2 separate regions of the Rattus norvegicus genome follow, and region 2 is linked to region 1. The links are chromatin contacts, called in public Hi-C maps. All regions are on one chromosome and are shown on one strand. Each heading gives the region's core, a stretch centred on a gene start, on an enhancer-like site or on the middle of the called end of the contact. The rest is flanking DNA. Distances are from core to core; before and after follow the strand shown.

Evidence for each region. A called contact is a pair of places that touch in the nucleus more often than the background predicts.
Region 2: a Hi-C map of liver shows a contact between it and region 1, with 5 times the contacts expected there. The contact joins the enhancer-like site here to the promoter of Cct8 in region 1. A contact is called at or near these places in 11 of 12 Hi-C or Micro-C datasets (the A7r5 cell line, the Rat2 cell line, Schwann cells and 7 more) and 1 of 1 datasets of contacts at active chromatin or transcription factors (oligodendrocytes).

The regions. Positions count from the first base shown.
Region 1 is chr11:40,204,699-40,210,984 of GRCr8, reverse strand. Cct8 (chaperonin containing TCP1 subunit 8) reads left to right here and starts at 2,657. Exons shown (of 15, transcript NM_001105897.2): 1 at 2,657-2,843; 2 at 4,242-4,332; 3 at 4,896-4,975. The coding sequence starts at 2,784.
Region 2 is chr11:40,479,954-40,486,239 of GRCr8, reverse strand. No RefSeq gene overlaps it. Among named protein-coding and RNA genes, the nearest start is that of Bach1, 57 kb to the right of the region's middle. Within about 2 kb of position 2,754, at least 16 of the 93 cell types and tissues checked have an H3K27ac peak or open chromatin away from gene starts, as enhancers often do. A contact at or near this core is called in the A7r5 cell line, Schwann cells, hepatocytes and 1 more, where this site is marked.

The DNA of each region.
Region 1 (6,286 bases), core at 1,408-3,907:
ATATACACACATTCACCCGAAAACACACACACACACACACACACACACACACACACACACACAGAGTAAAAAAAAAGTGGACCATTGTCTTCTGTATGCCTGGTTTTGTGGTGTCAACCATTTTATTACATGGCTCTTTTCTTATATGATCGATAGGAAAATGTGTTTCATTATTCAACCAACTTTTTTAAAAAACATTTTTATGTATATGAGTATTCTTCAGACACACCCAGAAGAGGGCATATTCAGATGTCATTAAAATAAAATTTAAAAATACCTAGAGGGTCACTAGAATTCTCCTGCTCACTAGTTGGTGCACATGAATAGTCCTGGTTTATTTCCCTCCTTCCTTTCCAGTGCTAGAGACGCAACCCAGGTTTTTTGTTTGTTTGTTTTAGATTTATTTACTTATTTTATGTACATGAATACACTGTAACTGTCTTCCGACACACCGAAAGACAGCACCGGATCCCATTGCAGATGGTTGTGAGCTACCATGTGGTTGCTGGGATTTGAACTCAGGACCTGTGAAAGAGCAGTCAGGGCTCTTAATCACTGGGCCATCTCTCCAGCCTCCAACTAGCCTACTTTTTTACATAATCCAAGACCACCGGCCCAGAGATGGCACCATCCAGCATGGGCTGAATGCCTCCTACCCACCATGGATCACTAAATGAGAAAATGCCTCACAGTTGGATCTCATGGAGGCATTTCCTCAGCTGAGGCTCCTTCCTCTCTGATGATGGTAACTTGCATCAAATTGACATACAAAACCAGCCAGTACATACAGTTTAACCCAAATTACGCAAAATTAACAAACCTTCATTTAAAAGGAATAACTGGCAATTAAAATCTAATTCCTTGATGAGTTAAATGGATTTTAATTCTTTCCATTTCCACAAGTACAAAGCCAACTTTTACTGTAAACTTTTAATGAAAATGTATCAGTTGTCTTGAACTCAAGTTTAGTTTTTCAGGGTCTAGTTAGCAAATTTTGCCAAGATTTAATTCCTCATAGTTACTTTTTTTTTTTTTTCCTATTCTTTTTTCGGAGCTGGGGACCGAACCCAGGGCCTTGCGCTTGCTAGGCAAGCGCTCTACCACTGAGCCAAATCCCCAACCCCTCATAGTTACTTTTAACAAGCCAGGTATAATTTTACGTCTCTTTTCACTTTTATCCATAAATGGTGCTCTCTGAGAAAATGGGTTTTTGGGTTTTTTTAGCTGGTCCATGAGCAGGAGAAAATCTTAGACCGTCATACTGCTCAGGTCGCATGTACTTCACAGTCATAGAATCCGCATAGAGGTTTAAAATGATTGATTGTTTGTTACTGTGTACTGTAGTAATCAACTATTGTTTATATTATAAATCAAACTACTAAACATAAATATTAAAACAGAACAGTGAACATTAGAGGGTAACATAATATCATTGAAAATATCTTTTTTTTAAGGAGTGACATTTACAAGTTTTTTTTCCCAAATATTTTATATGTGGCTTAATGGAAGACAAAAGGTATAAGAGGCTCCTTGTTCTTTTCACATTCATACTGTGAAATACTGAACGCCCTGTAGGCCTTCAGAACGCCCCACAGGAAGAGAGGAGTCTCCTCTGTATTAGTATGGAAATACTTCCATAGTAATGGACCCTGAGAGTGTTGGAGAGCCTCAGAGGTGTCCAAACAAGTCTTTGAGAACCACTGACCTTTTGCACTGTCTTCCAATACAGATGGCTCACTTACCTTGTCGTCTTAGGTGACAAGAAAGTATTATTTTTATGGTTACATATTTTAAATGCTTATTAGAAAAAAATTGCAACTGATCATACACTTGAAATTATGAATCTGTCCCAATTTAAAGAAAACTTTAATTTCTGTATGTCCAAAGACTCACCAAAATGTTTCGTAGTTTTCTGCAAGGGCGGGAGATGCTTCCATTTTTTGTATTTTTTTATTGTAAGACTTTTACCTTCTCTGTGAAACGGTTCTATTTACATTAACTCCGTCGATTTGGAAAGATATAGCAGTGGCATGTGGGGGAGTAGAGGGGATTTTTTTTTTATACATACAAAGGGTTAAATATGCACACTTTGCAATCTGTCAACCTGAGGTAGAAATCATCCTTCAATATTTATTGGCTCGGTGACCTCTGGTGTATCACTTAAATTGTGGATGTCAATATTCAGTCTTACATTTGACCAGTAACAAAGATAACTACACTTAAGCAAACCACTTAGATCTGCCACACACGTGCACTCCACAAGTTGCAACCCTCGTTACTATTTCAGTTATCACCTTCGAATCTTCAGGGCTTCCTACAGTGCCCAACGGACACACGGAGGACCACCATTGGTAGTTTGCAAGGACGAGGGCAGGTGAGCATAGAGAAGAAAAGGCTACCTTGTCCCGGTGCTAGATCTGCAGGAGTAGTGCAAATGAAGGTTAATAAGTGGGGTGCCCACCTCAGAAATGTCACAAGCCAAACCTTCCAACCAGAGTTTGCTAATTAACTTAGGACAAGGGACACGAATCAGGCCTGCGAACCGAGATCGGCCTAATCGTTCGATTTAATCGGAGATCGGCAGATTGGGTCTGTCTGCTGGAACCTCTCTATGGAGCTCACTCTCGTTCTCGCGATACTTCAGATGAGATGATGGGTGAAGGGGCGGGGCGACCGGCCATAGAAGACCGTGAGGCAGCGCAAAGGCACCTTCCCAGCAGGCTTTGCGCGGGGCACCTTGCTTCCTTGGAGCGAGCGCGTGAGCGGTTGATTGCGGGCTAGCCATGGCGCTTCACGTCCCCAAGGCCCCGGGCTTTGCCCAGATGCTCAAAGATGGAGCAAAAGTAGGTGGCATAGAGAGTTTGTGCGGTGGGAGGGCGGGCCCGCGCTGTGGCGCCCGCGAAAGGCCTGCAAACGTGCGACCGCGCCGCGATCCGGGATAGAGAAGGTTCTAGAAAGGGAGCTGTGCTCTGGATGCCCGGTCGCTGAAACCCGTGGGCATTTCTGTTATTGCCCCAGCGAGGTTGGCCGGAGGGAACAGGACAAGGCTAGGGGTTTGCGTCCCAGCTCTGCATGTGTCCGTGGGATGGAGCCCAGGGGCCCCGCCCTTAACGGGAGCTGGCGATGCAGTTAATGAGTTTGGACAGAATTGATAACCGGTTGTTTTGGGGTCCGGACTTGTAGGGTGGAAGTGACAGGAGTCCGGCATAGTAACCTTTGAGCCTGCTCTTGGTTGCTTCCTTCCAAAAGGTAATCATGGACCATCCAGAGACATCCAATCCCAACTGTTTTACTGAAAACCCACCTCTGGAAGTTGTGTTTCCTTTATCTTTTCTGAATTGAGGAGACCGAGCCAAAGGCTGTTACTGTCTTTTCATCCTGACTGTCCGATTTCGTAGCCTACAGGATAAGTGAAGCCCCAGGACAGGTCAAATAGTGTTATCCCTTAGAACACAGTTTCAGGAGTGTTTTTATTTTATTTATTTATTTATTTATTTATTTATTTTTGTCAACGGTCACACTGCTTATGGAGTGATTTGTCTCGAGATGCTCAAGCTACCAGAAAACTTTGCTTTGACTTCCATATTTCTGGAACTTGTAGAAAAAGATAAATGCATTGAATTTAAGGTCTTCGGGGAAATAGAGGGTCCTTAACAGTTTAGAGGGCTAGCTTCTCTTTGTAGTGATAAGTTGGCACACTAAATGGATGTCAGGATTTAATGTAAGTTAGTAAGTTCTGGAAATGATACTGCTTCCCATTTGAGGGGTCTTTTTCTCCTTCACTCAGACTGAGGAAATGATATTTAAAGGATTTCTCTGGAAGGCTAGCACTTAAGCACAGAGATACTGTATGTAAATCAGTACTGAGGGGACCATGATGAAGATACATTTAAGTCCCCTCCAAAAGATTTCAGGTTAAAGGCTAGTACTAATAGGTTGGGATTGTAGATTAATGGTGGATTGCGTTTTTGTGTTCAATCCCTGGGTAAAGGCGGGGAGAAGAACAGTTGTTAATTAGCTAGGTGAGTCTAAATAACCTGCCAAGTAGGAGCTGCCAATCACCCCATTATTTTACAGGTAGAAAGTGATTGGGCACAATGGCAAGTTAGGGGTAAACTGAGGCTGTTGAGACCCCATCTGAAGGATGCCTATGTGATCCTGGCTGTTTCTTAGAAGCATAATTAGCAGAGGTATCTGAAGATTCTTCATTACCATATTTAAGCAGACGTTTTCTCTTGCAGCATTTCTCAGGATTAGAAGAGGCTGTGTATAGAAATATACAGGCTTGCAAGGAGCTGGCCCAGACCACCCGTACAGCATATGGACCAAATGGTAATGGCCAAATTCAGGCTGGGAAAGATGTGCCGTGATTGTTAGCTGCCTCGTTTCGTCCTGTGGGCGTTACTGTATAGTGCAGGTCTTACACACAGTTTTATAGTTGGTGGCATGATGTGCTTCTAACTTTTAGTTAGAAATTCAGCTTTCTGGAAAAAGAGAAATTAAAACCGATACTATTATCCTCTTAGGTCAAAGGAAAATTCAGCGTGCTCACTATTGGCACCTCCCTTTATTATGGAAAGGGCTGAGCAGTTGGAACAAAACAACATAGTATAAGACAACACTTCTTACCTTTAACCACCAGCTGAATTAAAGACACACACAAGGAGATGAAGGATAAAACCAAGTGTGCTTCTAAGCGTACTGTTTTTGTATGTGTTAATTCCTGTGTATTGAGCACTGCTTACATGCTAAGCATGTGGGTGTTTACTCAGGGAAAGGCCATGGGTTTGTGATACAGATCTAAAACAGTATTATTTCTGCCCATGTTTTCTTGGGTTATGTGGGGGAATATTTGGATAGTAATGGATTCTTTTCTCTTTGCAACTGTTTCTGAGGAATGAATAAAATGGTGATTAATCGCCTGGAGAAGTTGTTTGTGACCAACGATGCAGCGACTATTTTAAGAGAGCTAGAAGTAAGTATTGCTTTAAAACCATGAAAACCCATGACAAACATAGTTGAAACTGTATTTCAGTTTAGATGAAAAAAGGCCATTACTTCAAGTTTATCGTGAAGGGTTATGTGACCTAGTTTCTAGATTTGCCATTTTGGGTTGTGGAGTATTGGTCTGATGATCAAATTTATTATTCTATAGATTGGTTTTAATATGAATTCTCCAGTGATATAAAAATAGCTGGTAAATAACAATGCATTTTCCTTTTTTCCTGAAGTTTTATTGTCCAAGAGGGTATAGAACAGATACTTAGAGCAGAGATGAGAGGAATGTAATACCCATTTCTCGTCCTATTAGACCCTATAGTTTAGTATTGGAGAAGAATATAATCTGTGTTTTAAAGAAAATGAAGTCACATTTCTATAACATATTAAAATGCTAACTAAAAATTTAGCTTCACAGAATATTTGTGGAGGAATGTTTTTGTGGTAAACGAAATGAGGACTGGAGTTGAGAGTGCATACTGCTCTTGTGGTTCAGATCCCACAGCATGCAGCTCACAGCCTGGAATCCTAGCTCAGAGGGACCCACCACCCTCTTACAGTCCTCAGCACCTATATTCACACATAGCCACACGCAAAAATAAAAATAACCCTTCAAAACCTGTATACTGTCAGAATAACAGAGCTGCAGTGTGGGCTTAGAGGGTGAATTAGTGATTTGTAAACGTGGCCTGGGGAGGTAGCGCTGTAATGTAGTACTTGACTAGCAAGCACTAAGCCCCACTACGTTCTGTCCCCATTACTGAACATTTGCATTGAAGAGTGTCTATAAAATTAATTCCTAAGAACTTGAGGATTTTGTGGCTTTTTAAAAATACTTTCAGGCTTGGGGTGTAGTTCAGTTTGTAGGTGCTTGTCTAGGGTTTGATTTGCAATACTGTGTAAACTTGTATAAACGTGTGACAGCTTCTGCCTGTGATCCCAGCACTCAGGAGATGGAGGAGGACAAAAGGATCATAACTTCAAAGTCATCCTCAGCTATAGTCTAAGCTGCATGTACTATCTCAAAAGAGAAAAAAGGGAAGTCATAGGTTCCTTTGGATTTTTTTTTTTTTTTAAACAGGAGCATGTTTAGAAATGTAAGTGATACTGAGACTCTGGTCTGTTTTATTTCTTCTAAAAACTTTTGTTTTCGAGACAAGGTTTTTGTGTTCCTGGATGTCGTGAACTGGCTCTGTAGACCAGGCTGGCTTGGAACTCCAGAGATCCCCTCCTGCCTTTGCCTCCTGAATGCTGGGATTAAAGGTGTGCACCAACAGGCCTGGCAAAC
Region 2 (6,286 bases), core at 1,505-4,004, 280 kb before region 1:
CCTTCCTCTGTCATCCAGGTCACCAAGTTCTAAAGGTTCCACCTTCCCCCTTCCCCAAGGTAACAATATCATCTCACAAAACTTAGAAGAGATGCCTACTGATGGCATGGAAGTCTATTAACTATCTCTCACTATTTTTGCTTGACTTGTGAAGTGAAGGTCTTGAGTCAACTGAAGTAGTCCTGAAGGAAGGTCTCGCATAAATTATGTCCTCATTGCTATGTAGACCTTCATTTCATATGGATGTGGCAACCTTGAGTAAGACACGTCTTGTAACTTTTATTTTCCACCAGGGGGCACCATGCACAAGGCATTGGATACCAACAGCACCTTAGAGATAGCCAAAGTTGGCAGGCAATACTGGAAAAACAAAAACAAAACGGTCATGCTTCAGACCATCTGACACAACTCTATGTTAGACAGTAGAGGAGAAGAGTCATTCTAGTGAGTGTTTGTAAGTTCTTAGTGTCTGGAAAGTTCAAGGTCATGGTGGAAACTGGCACACCAGTTCTAAAGGAGCTGTGCTCTGTTGTCTTCAGGCTTTTCCTGTTGGCCTTTAAGTTAGAGAGCGAGTACTGGCCTGTGGTGCTTCGCTCACCGGGGTCACCGTGGATCCCCCTGTTCTTCATTCCCCACTGCCCTCATCCCTGACCCTTGTCTCCCCTCTTCTCCACCCTCACCCCAAATAGTTCCCACCCTTGATTTCATGTCATGTCTCTTCCCTTACCTTCTTTTCCCTGACTCTTTAAGATCTCTTCCTTCCTTCTCACAATCCTGTCTAGCTTCCCAGCCTACAGCCACATGCACACACAGAGGTAACGTCAGGTGTCTGTCTGAGTCCTGCTTGTTGCACTTAACATGGTTTCCACTTGCAGCAAATTTCTTGGAAATGTCATGGTTTCACTTTTGATTGCGTAATAAAATCCCATTCGTGTAACTGTCACATTTACTTCATCCATTCATCCGTTTGCAGACATCTGTCCATTGCCTGTCTGTGGACATAATGAGACAATTAAACACAGGTGTGTAAGTATCTCTACGCTACACTGACTTAGAAACTTCAGCGTTATCCATCTGAGTCATGTGGGGTGCTGTCGTTAATTGCTTTAGAAACCTCCACAGTGGCTGCACCAGCTCACACCCCCATTGGCAGTCCTTTTTGCACATCCTCAGCCAGGATTTGTAGCCCTTTGTTTGCTTAATGACACCATCCTGAGTTGAGACAATGTCACAGAGCAGAAATAATTTGCATTTTCCTGTAGATTAAAAGCATTGACCATATTTTATGTATTTATTGGCCATTGGTAACTCTTTGAGAACTGTTTATTAAATGGATTGATCGGTCCACTTATTGATGGTTTTGTTGTTTAATTTTTGCAATTCTTTATGTAATCTAGCTATTTTTTAACTACTTTTAGATTTATGTAATTTTGTGCCCGAGAGTTTTACCTTCACCTATGTCTCTGTAGTACATGTGTGCCCAGTGCTCACAGAGGTCCCACAGAGGTCAGTAGAGGGAGGGAATTGGATCTCATGAAACTGGAGTTCCACACTGTGGTGAACCACTTCATTGGAAATGGCCACAAACTCGAGTCTTGTTTCCTAGGGTCACTTTGCTAGTGTTGAGTCTGGAGCAGTTGACGTCCACAACTGGCTTCACTCTTTCCCCTGTTTTACACACCAGGTCCCTCTGCTGCCCGGACTTCCTGTGCAGCCTGTGGGCTGGGCAGACTCCCCAGATCCTACTCTCTAAGGGTAACTAATGGTTTGCTGGGGAAGGGAGGCCTCTTCCACCCTGACTGAGGATATGAAAACCAGCAACGTAACTAAGATTGGTACCAGGAGGAGATCTATCTTTTCATTTCCAAGACTTGCTGAGTGTCCATCACCTGCTGAAGGGATGAGGGTAAGGTGGATGGCGCTAGAGGAGCCAAGTTCAGCATTGGAACGTGGGCTGTCAGGCTCCGTAGAGGTGAAAGGCAGATTGATAATTCCCGAGACTGAGCCTCCGATGAACACAGGCTCAGAGCGACTCCAGGGTTTTTCTCGGTCGATGAGGTCTTTGCCCAACCTTGTGATTCCCTACCTGTGCTGGGCCTCCTGCAACCTGCCGCCTTCAGCTGGGCCTTCTCTCACACATGCTAAGATGAGGAGGCTCGCTGCGTTCTGGCTGTTCTCTCTTCTCAACCTCTTCTCCTTTCACCCCCGCTAGGTCAGTTTTTAACAACTTGACCTCTCAAGCCAGGAAGATGACCAGCCACTGCCATCTAGATCTTAAGGAGTGACAAGGGCTTTGTCTCCAGTGCTGAACCATCTCCCTGATCTGCCACTAGAGGTGAGGTGGGTGGGACTGTCCTGGGGACTGTCTTATCTCGCCTAACTTTCCTTACAGCTTCAGGTTTGTCCTCCTGCCAGCACACTTCACAGCTCACCACACTGTCATGTCTTTCCCTCCACGTTTAAGGATTCTTGCATTGCCTCATGTGATTAGTGAATCTCCCTGTTCTCCTCTGCAAAGTGGTAGTCGGGGAGGTGACACCCACTATCGTCCTGCCCTGTCCTCAGCCACCGCTGGTCTCCTTCGCCCACCCTGTAAGAGCACAGCACAGCGTCACAAGTAGGAGCTGCCAGACCCAGTGTCTTCTGAAGTTTCACAAACAGCTTAACAATTTCACCGCAGTAGCAGTGCTGGGGTTTGCCATGAGCCAGTGGGAACAACGTGGCCGTGAGATCTGACAGAGCTGTTTCGACATCCAGATTGATGAGTCGGGGAATTCCTATGAAGCATTACACAGCATCCGAGAGCCTTTGCCCTGTTGAAGTTGCTTCTGTGAGTCAGATCGGATTCTTGCTGACCCAAGAGGCAAAGTAAATGTAGAGGAAGTTCTCCGCATTACCTGTCACGAACACCAATTTTGTTTGTCTTTAATTATCTGGGTAACTGCTCTGGTTCCTCTACTTGCCTTTACTGAGAGGCGGAACAGGGACAGACAGAGTATTCATGGAGGCTGCTTTCCCCCCACCCCCATCCCCTGGAGCTGAAGACCAAACCCAGGACCTTGCACACCTCGGAGCTGTTTTTCAAGTACAGCTTCTTTGGCCTGACCTCCCCACTCCCTAAAGCAATGGCTTAGTTATCTGTCCTTGCCTTGTGCCTATCAGCGTCTGGACTGCTGTAAAGTAATGAGGCCTTTCTAATTGATCTGTGTTGCTGCCCTCCTGGAATTAGGAGGGTTGTTTTTAATGCATCTTAAATAGTCAAATCTTCTTTTTAAAATATAACATGTAGATTAACTTCCTAATGTAAAAAACAGGAAAGTGGCTAAGACAGGGGTCTCCAGGATTTTCCAAGGGTACAATTCTACTCTTGAAGATAGTTTTTGACAACCACGTATAAATCAAGCCAGAGTTCATCAGATACACACACATTCACACATTCTCTCTCCTGTCTCTCTCTCCTCTCTCTCTCTCTCTCTCTCTCTCTCTCTCTCTCTCTCTCTCTCTCTCTCTCTCCCTCTCCACTGGTGTTTCTATGCCCATGGACAGCTGTCATTAAAGTCTCTGGACGTGATGGTTTGAAAACTTAAGAGGTGAAAGGTGAGTATAGGGCTGTTGAGTGAGTTAACAAACGTTTACATGGCAGAAGTGGCATTTCAGGGGAGTATGAACACACCATTTGGCATCAGCATGCAACCCCCAAGGGCAAGTTGAAGCCTACCCACCCAAAGGATCCGCAGATCTGCAGAAATCCCCTGCTGGGTGTCACTCAATAAAGGGTGCAGTCTTCTGAGTTCTGCCTCTTTGTATCTCGGGAAGTCCCACTATATAGTTCAGACATGTCAAATTATACCCCAATAACGAATGACCCCAACTCTCAATTGTTCACGACCACACAGGTTTATTAATTTCTTGAGGCGTTCTAGAGAAAGAGGTGGAAGCTTTATCTGTCATCAGCACGAAGAACCTGAGAAAATAGCTCATTGGACTGTGGTAACTGAGAAGTCCTGTGATCTTCCACATGCAAGTTGAAGACTCTTTGCATCCAGACCAAAGGCCGGAGATCCCGTGGAACCCGTGGCTTGTCTGGGCACAAAGACAAACAGTGCCCAAGCAGGAGGAGGTGTATTTTCCTCTGCTCCCTGTTCTTTTCAGAACCTCAGTAGACTGACAAAATGACACCTACTTAACGGGAGAAAGCAGCCTAGTTTACTGAGTCGCTATTCCAGTGCTAAGGTTACCCATAAGTGTCCTCACGGGCACAGACACAGAGCCAGTGCCTGAGCCAATCCACATGATGCATAAAGCAAGCCATCACATCCACACCACATGCCAAGCAAAAGTAGCTCTGGCTTTTCTGGAGAGAAAGGGCGGACAGAGAGGGCGGTGTAGCGCTTCCTGGTGCATTTGCCCACCGCTTTTCCTGCCTGTATTTCATTACCCACCCACTTCTCCTCAAATGGCCTGTGATGACATAATAGGTTTGACCCCCAAAGATTCCTGTGTTCGAATGCTTCCCCCACGGAGAGTGGCACTATCAGAAGGTGCGGCCATATTGGAAGAGGTGTGGCCTTATTCGAGGAAGTGCGTCACTGTGGAGTCAAGCCTTTGAGGTCATACACAGGCTCAAGCTCCGCCCAGTGAGGAATTCCAGTTCCCTCCTGCTGCCTAGAGATCAAGATGTAGAATTCTCAGCTCCTCTAGCACCACGCTGCCATGCTTCCCGCCATGATGATCACGGACCAAACCTCTGAAGCTGTAACTAAATCAGCCCCAATGAAATGTTTGCTTCTTTCCTGGGTTTAGCAGAGGTCAACGAGAAGCTTAGTAAATACAAATACTGGTCTACCACGCCATTAGTTATTCTCCTTCGGAGCCACTGCTCCAGTGACTGCCTCTCGTGTCACCCCACGCCATTCTTACCACCTGTCTATGCAATCCGGGTTCTGGTCTTACCTAAGAATAACAGGCCTCTCCCTTTATTCTCAAAAGTACAGAAAGTACACGGATAGACACATAAACACAGTTAACAGAGGACTTGATTGTAACAGAGGGGATTATAATGGAGAACAAGAAAAAATACAGCACTGGATATAGCCGTGACTGCTCCTGGAGTTGTGTCTGTCAGCCATGCCCCTGTGCTGCCCTTAGTTCCATGGTTCCCTCTAGCCCATTCATGGCCATGTGCCACAGACACCCACAGTACCCTTGCCAGTCCTTCTAATAATCCACGGCTTTCTCACTCAGAGGCAATGCCCCCATAGCAATACAGAACTGTAATTCTTCACACAACCCTCTCCGCCCTAGGTGACTTTATTCGTAGCCTGTGTGGATGAGCTTCTAGGTGGGGAGTTGCCATTATGTGAACGAAGGAGTCACTAAAGAGTAATTTTACTGAGGGATAGTGAGTGCCTTCTATCTCAAAAAGAACAAATTACAAGATGATTCAAAATAATCTTTTCTACTCATGAAAGAAGGGAGTGATGTGTGTTCTATGTATATATATATATATATACACACATATATATATGAATAAAGTGAGTGTGTATGAGGATATATATATGCTTATATACATATATATATATATGAAATTTGGATATTCAGCTAAGTGCTGATTTACACTATGCTATTTGGAAATTTCAGTATTTTATGTAATTTCTTAATGTAGTTGAAGATGACATCTTAGCATGCTGACATAATTTGTTACAGCATTCTCTTTAACTGGATGTTTCTCTTTAGTGTAATGAATGAGGTTATCATATTACTTCATGCATAGGAACCCTGCTTTTATTAGATTTTAAGATTTTTATTTATTTTACATAAGTGAGTACACTATAGAGTGAGTACACTGTAGCTGTCTTCAGACACACAAAAGAAGGTTTCGGATACCATTACAGATGGTTATGAGCCACCATGTGGTTCCTGGGAATTGAACTTAGGACCTCTGGAAGAGCAGTCGGAAATCTTAACCACTGAGCCATCTCTCCAGCTCCCTAGATTATTTTACAGAAGCAAATTGCTCAGGATAAAACTCCTGGTCAATTTACCTTGTACTCATATCTCTAGCCCAATTTATAATCATCATATGTAAGTATAAAATAACTATACAAAATGTAACATTTTTATATTATGTTAGCTCATTCTAATTTGATAACTAATCTGTGAAATGAGGGTGGTAATGTTTTCTTCTAACATGAAAATAATTATCATTTCCCCCAAATAAACTTAAGAGCTTTGTATTAAGATGAGAAAACTACCTCTTAATATCAAAGTGCTACAATCTAGACAC